Linked DNA regions of Triticum aestivum: region 1 is linked to region 2. Evidence: chromatin contacts called from public Hi-C data. All regions are on one chromosome and are shown on one strand. The core of a region is the stretch at or near the end of the contact, and the rest is flanking DNA. Distances in the headings are between cores, read along the strand shown. Region 1 holds the start of LOC123054816 (serine/arginine repetitive matrix protein 2). Region 2 holds the start of LOC123054814 (probable LRR receptor-like serine/threonine-protein kinase At3g47570).

Evidence for each region. A called contact is a pair of places that touch in the nucleus more often than the background predicts.
Region 1: a Hi-C map of leaf shows a contact between it and region 2, with 4 times the contacts expected there. The contact joins the promoter of LOC123054816 here to the promoter of LOC123054814 in region 2. A contact is called at or near these places in 2 of 5 Hi-C or Micro-C datasets (both in leaf).

Annotation. Positions count from the first base shown.
Region 1 is chr2D:595,726,982-595,733,236 of IWGSC CS RefSeq v2.1, reverse strand. It overlaps LOC123054816 (serine/arginine repetitive matrix protein 2), which reads right to left and starts at 3,599. Exons shown (of 12, transcript XM_044478665.1): 1 at 3,175-3,599; 2 at 2,534-2,576; 3 at 599-933; 4 at 383-532; 5 at 111-296. The coding sequence starts at 3,534.
Region 2 is chr2D:595,584,423-595,591,480 of IWGSC CS RefSeq v2.1, reverse strand. LOC123054814 (probable LRR receptor-like serine/threonine-protein kinase At3g47570) reads left to right here and starts at 3,942. Exons shown (of 5, transcript XM_044478662.1): 1 at 3,942-4,039; 2 at 4,538-4,579; 3 at 4,674-7,058. The coding sequence starts at 4,705.

The DNA of each region.
Region 1 (6,255 bases), core at 2,350-4,849, 140 kb before region 2:
TACTGCTCGTACTGAAATAAATCATTAGGGACGCATGCAAGTGAATCACATTAGGGCAGATTAATAGCGTAATATGCACTGCACTAATGATTAGAAATAAAGAAGAGCACCTCATCAGCTACGATTGATTTTGCTGAACCAATGCTTCTACTATCAGTTTGGTCAGCTCTTTTTGGTGGTTCCGCAGCATCTTCAGAATCCATGGAATCATAATTTGTCGAATGCTGCACTGAAGAACTCACTGGAGTGGATTTTTTTTTTAGAAGCTCTTCTCGAAGCCAGTTAGGTACTGGAGGCTGATACATAATCGAGCACAAGAATCAGTTAAAGTTAAACGGCTATGGTGATAAGCAAGTGAAATGAATGGAACCACAAAACCTACTTTCTTTGACCGTTCTGCAACATTGAAAAGAGTGTTTGGGTCTGTAGGGAATGCTTCAGTTACACTACCAACACCAAATGCTGCAGGTGGAACATAGTTCGAACCAGAGAGTGCTCCAAAGAGTGGTCCAGCATGCAAAGAAGGATCCATCTGTAACAGAATAAAAATAAGTACCACTGTATCAATGGCGCAAGAAATTATAACAGATTACAAAACCTGTGATGCTTGTGGTGGTACTGGAGCTGGATGAAAATATCCAACTGGAGCAGATGGGCCCCATGATTGAGTTGATGTTGGAACTGTGCCATGTTCAGACACTGCTGTTGGAGCACTAGATCTGATATTTATTGTCTCATGTACTGCCATATCAGGAGCTTTTCTGTCATTGAACTCCAAGGGTTGGTCACTGGGATCAGCCATCATCCTATAAGACTGTAAACCATGCCCAGGCACACCAGGAGGCCCGCGAGGAAATCCGTCTTGAACTGATGAAGCACTCAGAGATGGCTGAGCTTGTGGGCTTGGATATTGAAGCATAGCATTCCCATTACCTGTTATTACATGGCATAGTCAAAATCTACCAGTATCAAACCCTGAGCAGAAATACATATCAGCATCATCCATATACCATATAGTTGCATACAGTGACCCGCCTAGTAATTAAGGGTGAAAAACACGAGTGTTTGCAAGAGACACAAATATTCCACCTCTTCAAAGTGAAAAGTACAATGGATCAACTACATGCCACAGGAATTAAGAACCTAGAAAAGCTACATAGGTTATACCATTTGTATTGTAATTTTGGTAACACCAAAAACGTGATGTAATCAAGAGTCATTGGTAAAGAAAATCACAAGCATCATAGTGCATGCAACCAATAATTTGGATTTTCTGCTCCATTTGAGGCCAACACAATAGTGACATCCAATGAATTGCCTCAAAATACAACAGGAATGACGTATAAACAGCTAAGGTAGCTACAATATCAGAAGATAGATGAAGTGATATACCCCCTCTGTTCTAAAATAAGTGATGCTTTAGATTTTTCAGTCTTTCTGCAATTGAACTGAATACATATCCAGCAGGGTACATCTAATTCTGACGCAGGCCACACAAGCAAATTAAATTGCCAAGCAAGGCATACCTTGAGCAGAAGAATAATTATAAGGTACCTCCTGCTCATAGGTGGATGGAAATGGACCAAAATTCTTCGGTGGTGGCGCCATTGGACCTCTATCTGCAATATCATCTTCAGATCTGTTCTGAAACTTATATACCCATCTGTAACACATAATGAGCAAGAGTAACAGGACATGTTACCTTGCAAATAGTTTGTTTCCCTCTGTTGACCTGACATTTGAAACAGCAACTGGTCGCTACTTGATTGTGGAATTGGTGGGTGTAAAGGTTCTGCCGGCAGACCAGCTGGTTGCTGATACTGATCATTGTGGCCATAATGGTGAATTTCTGTTCTACTTGGAATGGCATGCTGCTGAATCTGGTGGTTCTCTGTAACAGATTTAGCAGAAGCCCATTCCTTTGCCTTTGTGGCCCAATCGTCCTCATTGGCAAGCCCTTCGAGTTTATTTTGTTTTTAGAAATTAAATCGTCACAACAAACTAACCATTTATTATTAGAAGAAATAAATTTTCTGCTCCAAGGAGCCTTTTTTAAGTTGGATGTCGAACTAAAATTCCATTATAAGTCGTTTAACTAATAACGTAACTAGGCAATGCATTTGTTACATCACAAACCAAGAATCACGACACAACTTGGGAAGGACTGATTGTGTACAGAAGTATTGAGTCAATGATCAGAAGCAAGCTAAGTAGGACGGGACATGCATTAATAGTAACAGGCAAAAGAAAAACAGTGTAACAACCAATCAAACAACCGAAATAACAGTGACGCACCTGATAAATAATTGAATAAATGTTTTGAAACTTGAGTTGCATGCACAGTTCATAGTTATTTGACAAACATCCATATTCATAGACACACAAATATTGCATTACAATACCCACATATCATAACGATGCTCCACATCAGTATCAACACAAACTATGTAAGTCTAGTTTGGATTACCTCAGTGTTTTCTCTGCGAGTAAAATTATACATATAATAACATAGACTTGGATGATATTGACATACCTGGGTATCCATGATTTTGAGGCCATGAATGATTCGGCCAAGCCTACAAATAAGAAATGTCCAATTGTAAGTCACAGAACTTCATGTCCAATGGAAGAACATGACAAATAGGCAACTGAAACAAGAAGCCACAGGTAAAAACACGTCCATATGGCTTAAAACTTGAAAACTAACAAAACATGACGCCATTTGGCAGAACATTTGATGCCACTGAAGAAACCTCACTCCAAACAAGGATAACTAAATCATAAAATTGCTGCGAGTGCTGAGTTGTACAGAGCGGAAGAGACAATCTTGACAAAATTACATCAGTAGTGACAAAATTTGCCGAAAAGTTCCTCATCAATCGCAGGGGGCTAAGCTACCGATTGCACAATGTCACAAAACCACCCGCTTATATAACCCACCCGCGTTCTACCATGACACCAACATCGGACTACACCAGACACAATCCACAGTAAATCGAGTGGGATCACAGAACCAACATATAAGTTTATAACATGCTTCACCTAAACCCTAGGACCAACAACGGGCCTACGCTCCGAATCCTAACACAAATCAGCTACAAATGCTCCTTCCTAACAGTATACTGATCACCAATCTTCTGTCCCAGCGACGGAAACCGGGTGACGCCGACATACCTGTCCCGGAGGCGGAGGCGGAGGCGGGTAGCTCTGCGGCGGGGGCTGGGCCGCAGCGTGGTGAGGAGGCCAGGGGTTCCCGGGCGCGGGCGGCGGCGGCTGCATCTGCTGCTGCATCGGCGGGGGAGGGGGCTGGTACGCGTACTGCAGCGGAGGCGGAGGGCGGTGCTGGTGCTGGAGGTCGGGGGGCGGGTGGCCCCACTGGTGGTGCTGGGGAGGGTACGGGTGGTTGGGGTGGGGAGGGTGGTACGGCGGCGCGGGGCTGGGATACCAGTTGGAGGGCGGAGGGGGCTGCGGCGGCGGCGCGTCGCCGGAGCCGGAGCCGTCGAAGCGGCGCTGGTGGTGGTGGTACGCGTCCATGGAGGCGGGGCGGAGAGGAAGGGGGGTCGGACGGGACGGGGGCACGAGCTGCTGAGCCTGGGTTTGTCCTGGTCTGGTCTGGTCGGGTTGGGTGGTCGCGTTTTGTTTTGCCGTGAACGAACGAGGCCGGGTTGGCGCCGGACTGGAGGACCACGGGCTGGGCCTGCGTGTACTGCCAGGCAGGCCGTGGCAAATCGGCCCAGCTGTGAAATGAAGGAGGATTTGGGAGGGCCAATATGAGCAGTAAATTTGGAGGGCCATTTACTCAAAAAAAAGTAAATTTGGAGGGCCATAAAATACCGCTTGTTCAACCGAGAACCCCGTGATCTAATATATTCCACACTCTGTGGCATTTGATAGATGTAGCTTAGCTTTACCCCTAAAAAAACTGAATATTATAAAAACCACAAGTGCCTTTACTAGGTAAGTAATTTGTGCTTGTAATATATGGATGGATGATAGAATAACATGATGATTGCAGATTAGCATGATTAACACAATACATCTCCCCTTGACTTGATTACGAATGTATAGATATATGATCAGCATGATTATTAACACAATACACATCGAATTTTTTCTATGTGTTAAAAATGATAGATGAGATCGTGAGATTTGTGGGAGGGGGTCTCTGGTGGACAAGGAGCGGATGTACCGGCCTTATGCAGAACATGCATCATGTAGAGCAGCTCGGGGAGGCAATGTCCACTTGGATCAACCTTGTTCAAGACACCTGGGGTGGGTTCCTGAAGGTGTAGTTCGACGCGATATAAACGATACCATAGATGCGGTTCAAAGAGCTCGTGACGTGCATCTTGGTGGAGGCAAACCCGGAGGAGAGGAACTGGATGTGGCCAAGTGGTAGTCTAACCACCATACCCCACGAGGGCAACGTGGTTAATTAGCTGGGCTTTTCGGGAGGGGCGGATCTCTGATTGTAGAGAAGGCGACACACTGGTTCTCGTGGTATCGATCCTCATGCTTCTCCTTGATGTAATGATGAATATCAATGTAATGTGATGCATGTATTGCAATTCTGATATATGGATGCATGTTTGCGTGTTTATACATCAATTTATCTGTGTCATGCAATGTAATGTGGTGTCATATGCAAAATATCGGCAGGACAGTAAAAGAACGTTGTCGTGACAACGTCATAATTTGACATGGGCAACCTTACCAATGGGTGGGAAGACATGCTCACCACCACCAGGGTCTTTCACAAGTGGCGGCCTTGTTGGGGAACGTAGCAGAAATTCAAAATTTTCTACGCATCACCAAGATCAATCTATGGAGTAATCTAGCAACGAGGGGAAGGGGAGTGCATCTACATACCCTTGTAGACCGCGAGCGGAAGCGTTCAAGAGAACGGGGTTGATGGAGTCGTACTCGTCGTGATCCAAATCACTGATGATCCTAGCGCCGAACGGACGGCACCTCCGCGTTCAACACACGTACGGAGCAGCGATGTCTCCTCCTTCTTGATCCAGCAAGGGGGGAGGAGAGGTTGATGGAGATCCAGCAGCACGACGGCGTGGTGGTGGAAGTAGCGGGATTCCAACAGGGCTTCGCCAAGCGCTGCGGGAGGAGGGAGATGTGTCACGGGAGGGAGAGGGAGGCGCCAGGGCTTAGGTATTGCTGCCCTCCCTCCCCCCCACTATATATAGGGCCAAGGGAGAGGGGGGGCGCTGCCTTGGCCCTTCCTCCAAGGAAGGGTGCGGCCAGGGAGGAGTCCATCCTCCCCAAGGCACCTCGGAGGTGCCTTCCCCCTTTAGGACTCTCCCTTTCCCTTATCTCTTGGCGCATGGGCCTCTTGGGGCGGGTGCCCTTGGCCCATATAGGCCAAGGCGCACACCCCTACAGCCCATGTGCCCCCCCGGGGCAGGTGGACCCCCGGACCCCTTTCGGCACTCCCGGTACAATACTGATAATGCGCGAAACTTTTCCGGCGACCAAAATAAGACTTCCCATATATAAATCTTTACCTCCGGACCATTCCGGAACTCCTCGTGACGTCCGGGATCTCATCCGGGACTCCGAACAACTTTCGGGTTACCGCATACTAATATCTCCATAACCCTAGCGTCACCGAACCTTAAGTGTGTAGACCCTACGGGTTCGGGAGACACGCAGACATGACCGAGACGACTCTCCGGTCAATAACCAACAGCGGGATCTGGATACCCATGTTGGCTCCCACATGCTCCTCGATGATCTCATCGGATGAACCACGATGTCGAGGATTCAATCAATCCCGTATACAATTCCCTTTGTCAATCGGTACGTTACTTGCCCGAGATTCGATCGTCGGTATCCCGATACCTTGTTCAATCTCGTTACTGGCAAGTCTCTTTACTCGTTCCGTAACACATCATCCCGTGATCAACTCCTTGGTCACATTGTGCACATTATGATGACGTCCTACCGAGTGGGCCCAGAGATACCTCTCCGTTTACACGGAGTGACAAATCCCAGTCTCGATTCGTGCCAACCCAACAGACACTTTCGGAGATACCTGTAGTGCACCTTTATAGCCACCCAATTACGTTGTGACATTTGGTACACCCAAAGCATTCCTACGGTATCCGGGAGTTGCACAATCTCATGGTCTAAGGAAATGATACTTGACATTAGAAAAGCTCTTAGCAAACGAACTACACGATCTTGTGCTAGGCTTAGGATTGGGTCTTGTCCATCACATCATTCTCCTAATGATGTGAT
Region 2 (7,058 bases), core at 2,693-5,192:
TAGAGGAAACTTCTGTTCCCACTCGACACTAGCCAACACACGATCCAACTTCTCATACGTCGGATTTGGCAGCGCATTAGCCCAGGTGAATTTTCTGCCCGAGAGCTCAATTTCTCTCAGGTTCAAACTTTCAATGATAGTATTGAACATGAACGACCATCTGCCGTCAAAGTTATCATTGTTCTTATCCTCACGCCTTCTAATAATATTGAAATCACCCCCCACCAGGTACGGCAACTGCTCGGAACCACATATCCGAACTAGATCAGCCAGGAAATCGGGCTTGAGCTCGGGCTGCGCAGCCCCATAAACCGCAACCAGAGCCCAGTTAAACCCAGACAGTAAAAGAACATTGTCGTGACAATGTCATAATTTAACATGGGCGGCCTTACCAATGGGTGGGAAGACATGCTCACCACTGCTAGGGTCTTTCACAAGTGGCGGCCTATCATGCCCGCACGCCACTGATAGTTGTATTATCGATGGTAATGGCAGGTTACCAGTGGCGTGCGCCTACCCGCCACTGGTACTTGTTTGTGTCTGCCACTGGTATCATGCTCCGTAGTGGCGTGAAGATATAGTTCCTTTGTTCATACCCTATTTGTTTATCAAACTAATAAGTAATGGTTAAAATCAAGTCTCAAAATACGTGACCGGCATGGAAAGACACGGAGATTTTTTCCCCGTAGGAGAGCATCGTGGCTCCACTTGATGTGGAAATTATTATATATGGGCCACTAAAGTCATGTCTATTCAAGTTTGATTATCACGGAAAAGGCCGTTGTTTTCCAAGTTCCATTATGGAGAGGGAGTCAATAGCAGCAAACTACTGGTAGGAAAGTTGTCTTTGACTGATTGTATTGATATGCATTAAACTGAAGAAAGAAAAATAACCTTTTATAGATAAAGAAGAAACACTTTGACCCTATCAAAAAAACTTTGACATTAAAGTTTCATGGTTAAACATTGATCATCAATTTGATCAATAATAATATTATCACATGTTATGAAAATTATACTATTATTGAAAACTACTCCCTCCGTTCCGAAATAAGTGTAGCTGATTTAGTATAGTATATTTTAATACGAATTGAATGATATAACTTTTGTGACACATACCTCAAAAGTAGGAGTTTTGCTAAAGCATATATAGATGTGTCGGAAGTATTGCACATCTAAGTCCTATGTCATTGATCTTACACGGAGATTGTGTGGGTATTTTCCTTTTTTATTTTTTTCCTTCTTATACTTGATTGAGTCACTTAGATGTGTCTTAGGCGGACCGTATTATAATATAATATATTATTATTAATCACTTTCTTTGTTGAAATTGTGTCAATACTGCTACTAATGACAATGGGAAGCTGCGTTTGACTGGTTCCATGGATAGGGATTGGACTGTAGAAAGAAGAATACATTTTTTAGATAATAAAGAAAAACACATTCACATTATAGCTTGTCGGTGGTAGATAATTGGTTCGCCTATAAATGAAGCTTGTATCGTTCTTTGTAGTATTGCAATCCCGATATATGGATGCATGGTTGCATATTTATACATCAATTTATCTACGTCATGCAATGCAATGTGTCGTCATATGCAAAATATCGGAGTGAATAGCATAAAACTATCACAATTCGCGTTACGGTTCCAAAAAACTACCAGAAATTTGTTTGTGACTAATACCTACCAAAATTGACGTCGGTTGTCTCAAAAAACCCAAATCACCATGTGATTCAAAATTGATCTGGTTTATGACAAGTCAGGCCCACTCCTAAACAAACCGTTGTTTGATTGTTTAGGTTGACCGTTAACTTACATGTGGGGCCCACATGTAAGCTTCATCTTCCTCTTTGTCTTTCTTCTCCGCTCAACTCCATCGATCTCTCTCTTCTCTCCTCTGCTCCCGACCAGGCGACGACCCTCTCACCTCCCGACCCGCCGACGACCCTCCCCAGCCTACCTCTCTCCTCGGCCGCCGGAAGACGCGCGTGGGATGTCGGCCGACGTGCGGGAAGGCTCACAGTCAGCCACCGCTCACGGCCGGCCACAACGACGGGCTACGGCTGGCCACCGCCACGGGCGCGAAGGCAACCGGCGAGCAGCTCCACCACCCACGCCTCCTCCCTCCTCCCCGTAGCTCACCTCCTATGGCGCGTGCGCCGCCCGGCCCAATCTCCGGTGGAGCTCGCCATGGCTGCTTCTCCTGCAGCCGACAGCAGGGAGCCCTTGAGCTTTACCGCGTGCAACAGGGCAGCATGGACGACCTCGAGCTCCACCGCGTGCAGCAGAGCATCGGGGACGCGCTGCTGAAGGCTAGCCGACGCCCACATCGGCTCTGGCGACGAGCTCGCCGGCGGGGACCCGATTGCTTTTTATTTTATTTTTCAGGGACCCGATTGCTTTTTATTTTATTTTTTAGGGACCCGATTGCTAATTGAGGGATTGCATTTTTTTAATATGTGGAAGAGACGCTGACATGTAGGCCCTACATGTAAGTTAACGGTCAAACAAACGGTCTAACAAACGGTCATCTTACGGGTAGGCCCCAGCTGTCATAAACCTGATCAGGTGTTAACCACTCACCCATTTGGGTTTTTTTGAAACAGCCGACACCGAAAGTGGTAGGTATTAGTCACAAACAAATTTCTGGTAGTTTTTTAGAACCGTAACGCGAATTGTGGTAGTTTTATGCTATTCACTCAAAATATCGGCAGGACAGTAAAAGAACGTTGTCATGACATCGTCATAATTTGACATGGGCGGCCTTACCAATGGGTGGGAAGACGTGCTCACCACCGCTACGGTCTTTCACAAGTGGCGGCCTATCATGCCCGCAGGCCACTGATAGTTGTATTATCGATGGTAATGGCAGGAAACAAGTGGCATGCGCCTACCCGTCACTGGTACTTGTTTTGCGTATGCCACTGGTATCATGTTTTGTAGTGGCGTGAAGATATAATTCTTTTACTCATACCCTATTATTTTTATCAAACTAATAAGTAATGGTTAAGATGAAGTCTCAAAATACGTGACCGGATGGAAACACACGAAGATTTTTCTTTCCGTAGGAGAGCATCGTGGCTCCACTTGATGTGGAAATTATTATATATGGGCCACCAAAGTCAAGTCTATTCAAGTTTGATTTTCACGAAAAAGGCCATCGTTTTCCAAGTTCCATTATAGAGAGGGAGTCAATAGCTACGGGTAGGAAAGTTGTCTTCGACTGATTGTATTGATATGCATTAACCCGAAGAAAGAAAAATAACCTTTTATAGAATGAAGAAGAAACACTTTGACCCTATCAAAAAAACTTTGGCATTAAAGTTTCATGGTTAAACATTGACCATCAATTTGATCAATAATAATATTAAGCACATGTTATGAAAATTGTATTATTATTGAAAACTACTCCCTCCGTCTCAAAATAAGTGTCGGTGATTTAGTATAGTATATTTTAATACAAATTTAATGATGTAACTTTTGTGACACATACCTCAAAAGTATCAGTTTTGTTAAAGCACATCTAGATGTGCCGTAAGTATTGCACATCTAAGTCCCACGTCATTGATTTTACACGGAGATTCGTGTGGGTATTTTCCTTTTGTCTTTTGTTTTTCCTTCTTATACTTGATTGAGTCACTTAGATGTGCCTTAGACGGACCCTTTTATAATATAATATATTATTATTAATCACTTTCTTTGTTGAAATTGTGTCAATAATGCTACTGATCACCATGGGAAGCCGTCTTTGACTGGTTTCATGGATAGGGACTGGACTGTAGAAAGAATCCATGGGAAGCCGTCTTTGACTGGTTCCATGGATAGGGACTGGACTGTAGAAAGAAGAATACATTCTTTTAGATAATATAAAAAAAACACGTTGACATTATAGCTTGTCAGTGGTAGATACTTGGTTCGCCTATAAATGAAGCGTGTATCGCTCTAAGCAGCTAGTAAAGAACTTATATAGGCCTATCGCCGCTATCCAACAAAAGTACGCATGCAGGCTCTCTCTGAAGGAGGTGGTGCAAAAGCATGGTGAGTTACATACTGTTTCAGTGTTTCTACAGTTAAGATGACATGCTTTTGCAGTCTTGCTGCATAGTGTACAACTTCAGATCACTCTCTTCATTTTCCAAATGTCCAATAAGTGGTGGGTAATGGCCAACAACAACTTGAAGGGCACAAATGTCTAGCTTATCTTTGAGTTTGTATATAACCTCTTTTCCAGATCGAGAAAACACGAGTTTCTAATCAGCATGAAACGCAATTTTATACGCGTTGGTCTGTGTTTTGGTGATGATTATATATTACGGTGCTTGCTAGTTGATACAAACATGTTTTCCTGATAGATGTACATAAAAGCTTACCACAAAAGTAGTATAAATAAGAGGTCAACTCTTGCTAGGAAAGTTTCTGTGTCCTACACACACACAGTATCCGAATGGCAATTCGATTAGTAAAGCGCAGTTATAGTAATATTCAACATTCAGTGACTCTACTTTTGACTTGTGCTTAATCTTGCTGATGGAACAGAGAGGAAGAGTTGGTTCCTGATAGGGCAGGGTAGTCTTTCAGGTACTTCACTCACCAACAATTCCATATAGTATTTGCCAACACTTGTTGCCTATCTAATTTTTTGCCGCTTGTATTATTTATGCATATAATGAAGCTCTAAATTGGACAAAGAAAGAAATCCAGCCATGATGGTTATTGCAGTTGGACAGTTTCTCTTGGCACTTGTGGCTTGCAGTACCCATGTCGTCGTCTGCTCCTCACATGGAAATGCGACAGATCGGTTATCACTGCTTGAATTCAAGGAGGCAATCAGTCTTGATCCCCAGCAAGCTCTCATGTCCTGGAATGACAGCTCGGATTTCTGTAACTGGGAAGGTGTCTCGTGTAGGCCTAAGAATCGACATCGCGTCACTTCCCTCGACCTCAGCGGTCGAGGCTTACAAGGGCGCATCTCTCTGTCACTCGGAAATCTTACATTTCTAAGAAATCTATCGCTACCACGCAATCTGTTCATTGGACAAATCCCTGCGTCCCTTGGTCACCTGCAGCACCTCCAGAATCTCTACTTGAGTAATAACACACTCGAGGGTGAGATACCAGACTTCGCAAATTGTTCTAGTCTGCAGATGCTATGGCTGGATCGCAATCACCTAGTTGGAAAAATCCCTACACATGCCAATTTTCCTCCTCACCTTCAAAGCCTGCTGATTTCATATAACAATCTTACCGGCAAAATTCCCGTTTCACTTTTTAACGTCACAACACTAACTCGACTTGATGTCTCGTCAAATCGGATCAGTGGCGAGATCCCAAGTGAAATCGGAAATATGCCCATGCTGCAGTTCTTTTTCGCCTGGGGAAATAAGCTATCAGGAAGGTTCCAACCAGCCATCCTCAATGTGTCTTCTCTTGCTGTACTAAGCCTTGCCTCCAACTATCTAAGTGGCCAACTGCCATCCAACCTTGGTAGTTCATCACCCAATCTTCAAAAGTTTGGTTTATTTAACAACTTGTTTGACGGGCCTATCCCAAATTCGCTGGTGAATGCTTCTAAGCTGTCCTTGGTTGATTTGTTGAGTAATAATTTCACTGGGGTGGTGCCTAGTTCTATTGGCAAACTTAAAGAGCTCTCCTGGTTGAATCTTGAATACAATCAGTTACAAGCACATGACAAGCAAGACTGGGAGTTTATGAATAGTCTAAGCAATTGCACTGAGCTACAGAAATTGTCGCTGCGTGGGAATCGTCTTGAAGGACGGTTATCAGATACATTTGCCAACCTTTCTGCCAAACTTGAAATGTTCTTCTTCGGAAGGAACAGACTATCAGGGGGTTTCCCTGCCGGTATAGCTAACCTTCACAGCCTGGAGTTTTTGGCATTGGATGAAAACCAGTTTACCGGTGTCATTCCAGAATGGCTAGGAACTCTAGAGAGCTTGCGGGTTATCGTATTAAGGAACAACGCTTTTACAGGATATATTCCATCTTCCCTCTCTAATTTATCTCTACTGGGGGAACTCTTTTTGGATTCTAACCAGTTGTATGGGCATATACCCCCGAGTTTGGGAAACCTCAAAACCCTTGAGTCATTGGAACTTTCCAATAACATTCTTGATGGTAGCATTCCAAAGGAGATATTCAGCATTCCTACAATTAGAGAAATTGCGCTATCTTCAAATAGCCTAGGTGGACCACTTCCTACTGAAGTAGGCCGTGCCAAGCAACTACAGTACTTGTATCTTTCATCTAATAACCTGTCCAGTGGCATCCCTGACACACTGGGCAACTGTGACAGTATGGAATACATTGAGTTGGATCAGAATTTTCTTAGTGGAAGCATTCCAGCGTCACTAGGCAGCATCAGAAACTTGCAAGTACTCAATGTGTCTCACAACCGCTTATCAGGATCCATACCGAAATCTATTGGCAGCCTGATGTATCTTGAACAACTAGATTTGTCATTCAACCGTCTCGGAGGCGAAGTCCCAGAAATAGGCATATTCAAGAATGTGACTGCTTTATGGGTAGATGGGAACAAGGGGCTTTGCGGTGGTGCAGCGAAGTTACACCTACCGGCCTGCCCTGTCATACCTTCGAATTCAACTAAGCACGTGACATCAACAGTGCTCAAAGTAGTGATCCCATTAGTCAGCATGGTGTCACTTGCTGTGGTCATATCTGTCTTGCTATTCTGGAGGAGAAAACGGAAGAAGATTTACATGTCTCTCCCTTCTTTTGGTCGAAAGTTTCCCAGAGTTTCTTGCCACGATCTTGATAGAGCAACTGATGGCTTCTCCACATCCAACTTGATTGGCAGAGGAGGATACAGTTCTGTGTACAAAGGTAGACTGTTGCAAGATGGAACTATTGTTGCTGTTAAAGTTTTCACCCTAGAGACAAGAGGAGCACAAAAGAGCTTCATTGCGGAATGCAATGCTTTGAGAAATGTGCGGCACCGGAATCTGGATCCTATCCTAACTGCTTGCTCGAGTATCGATTCTAAAGGGAATGATTTCAAAGCCCTAGTATATGAATTCAT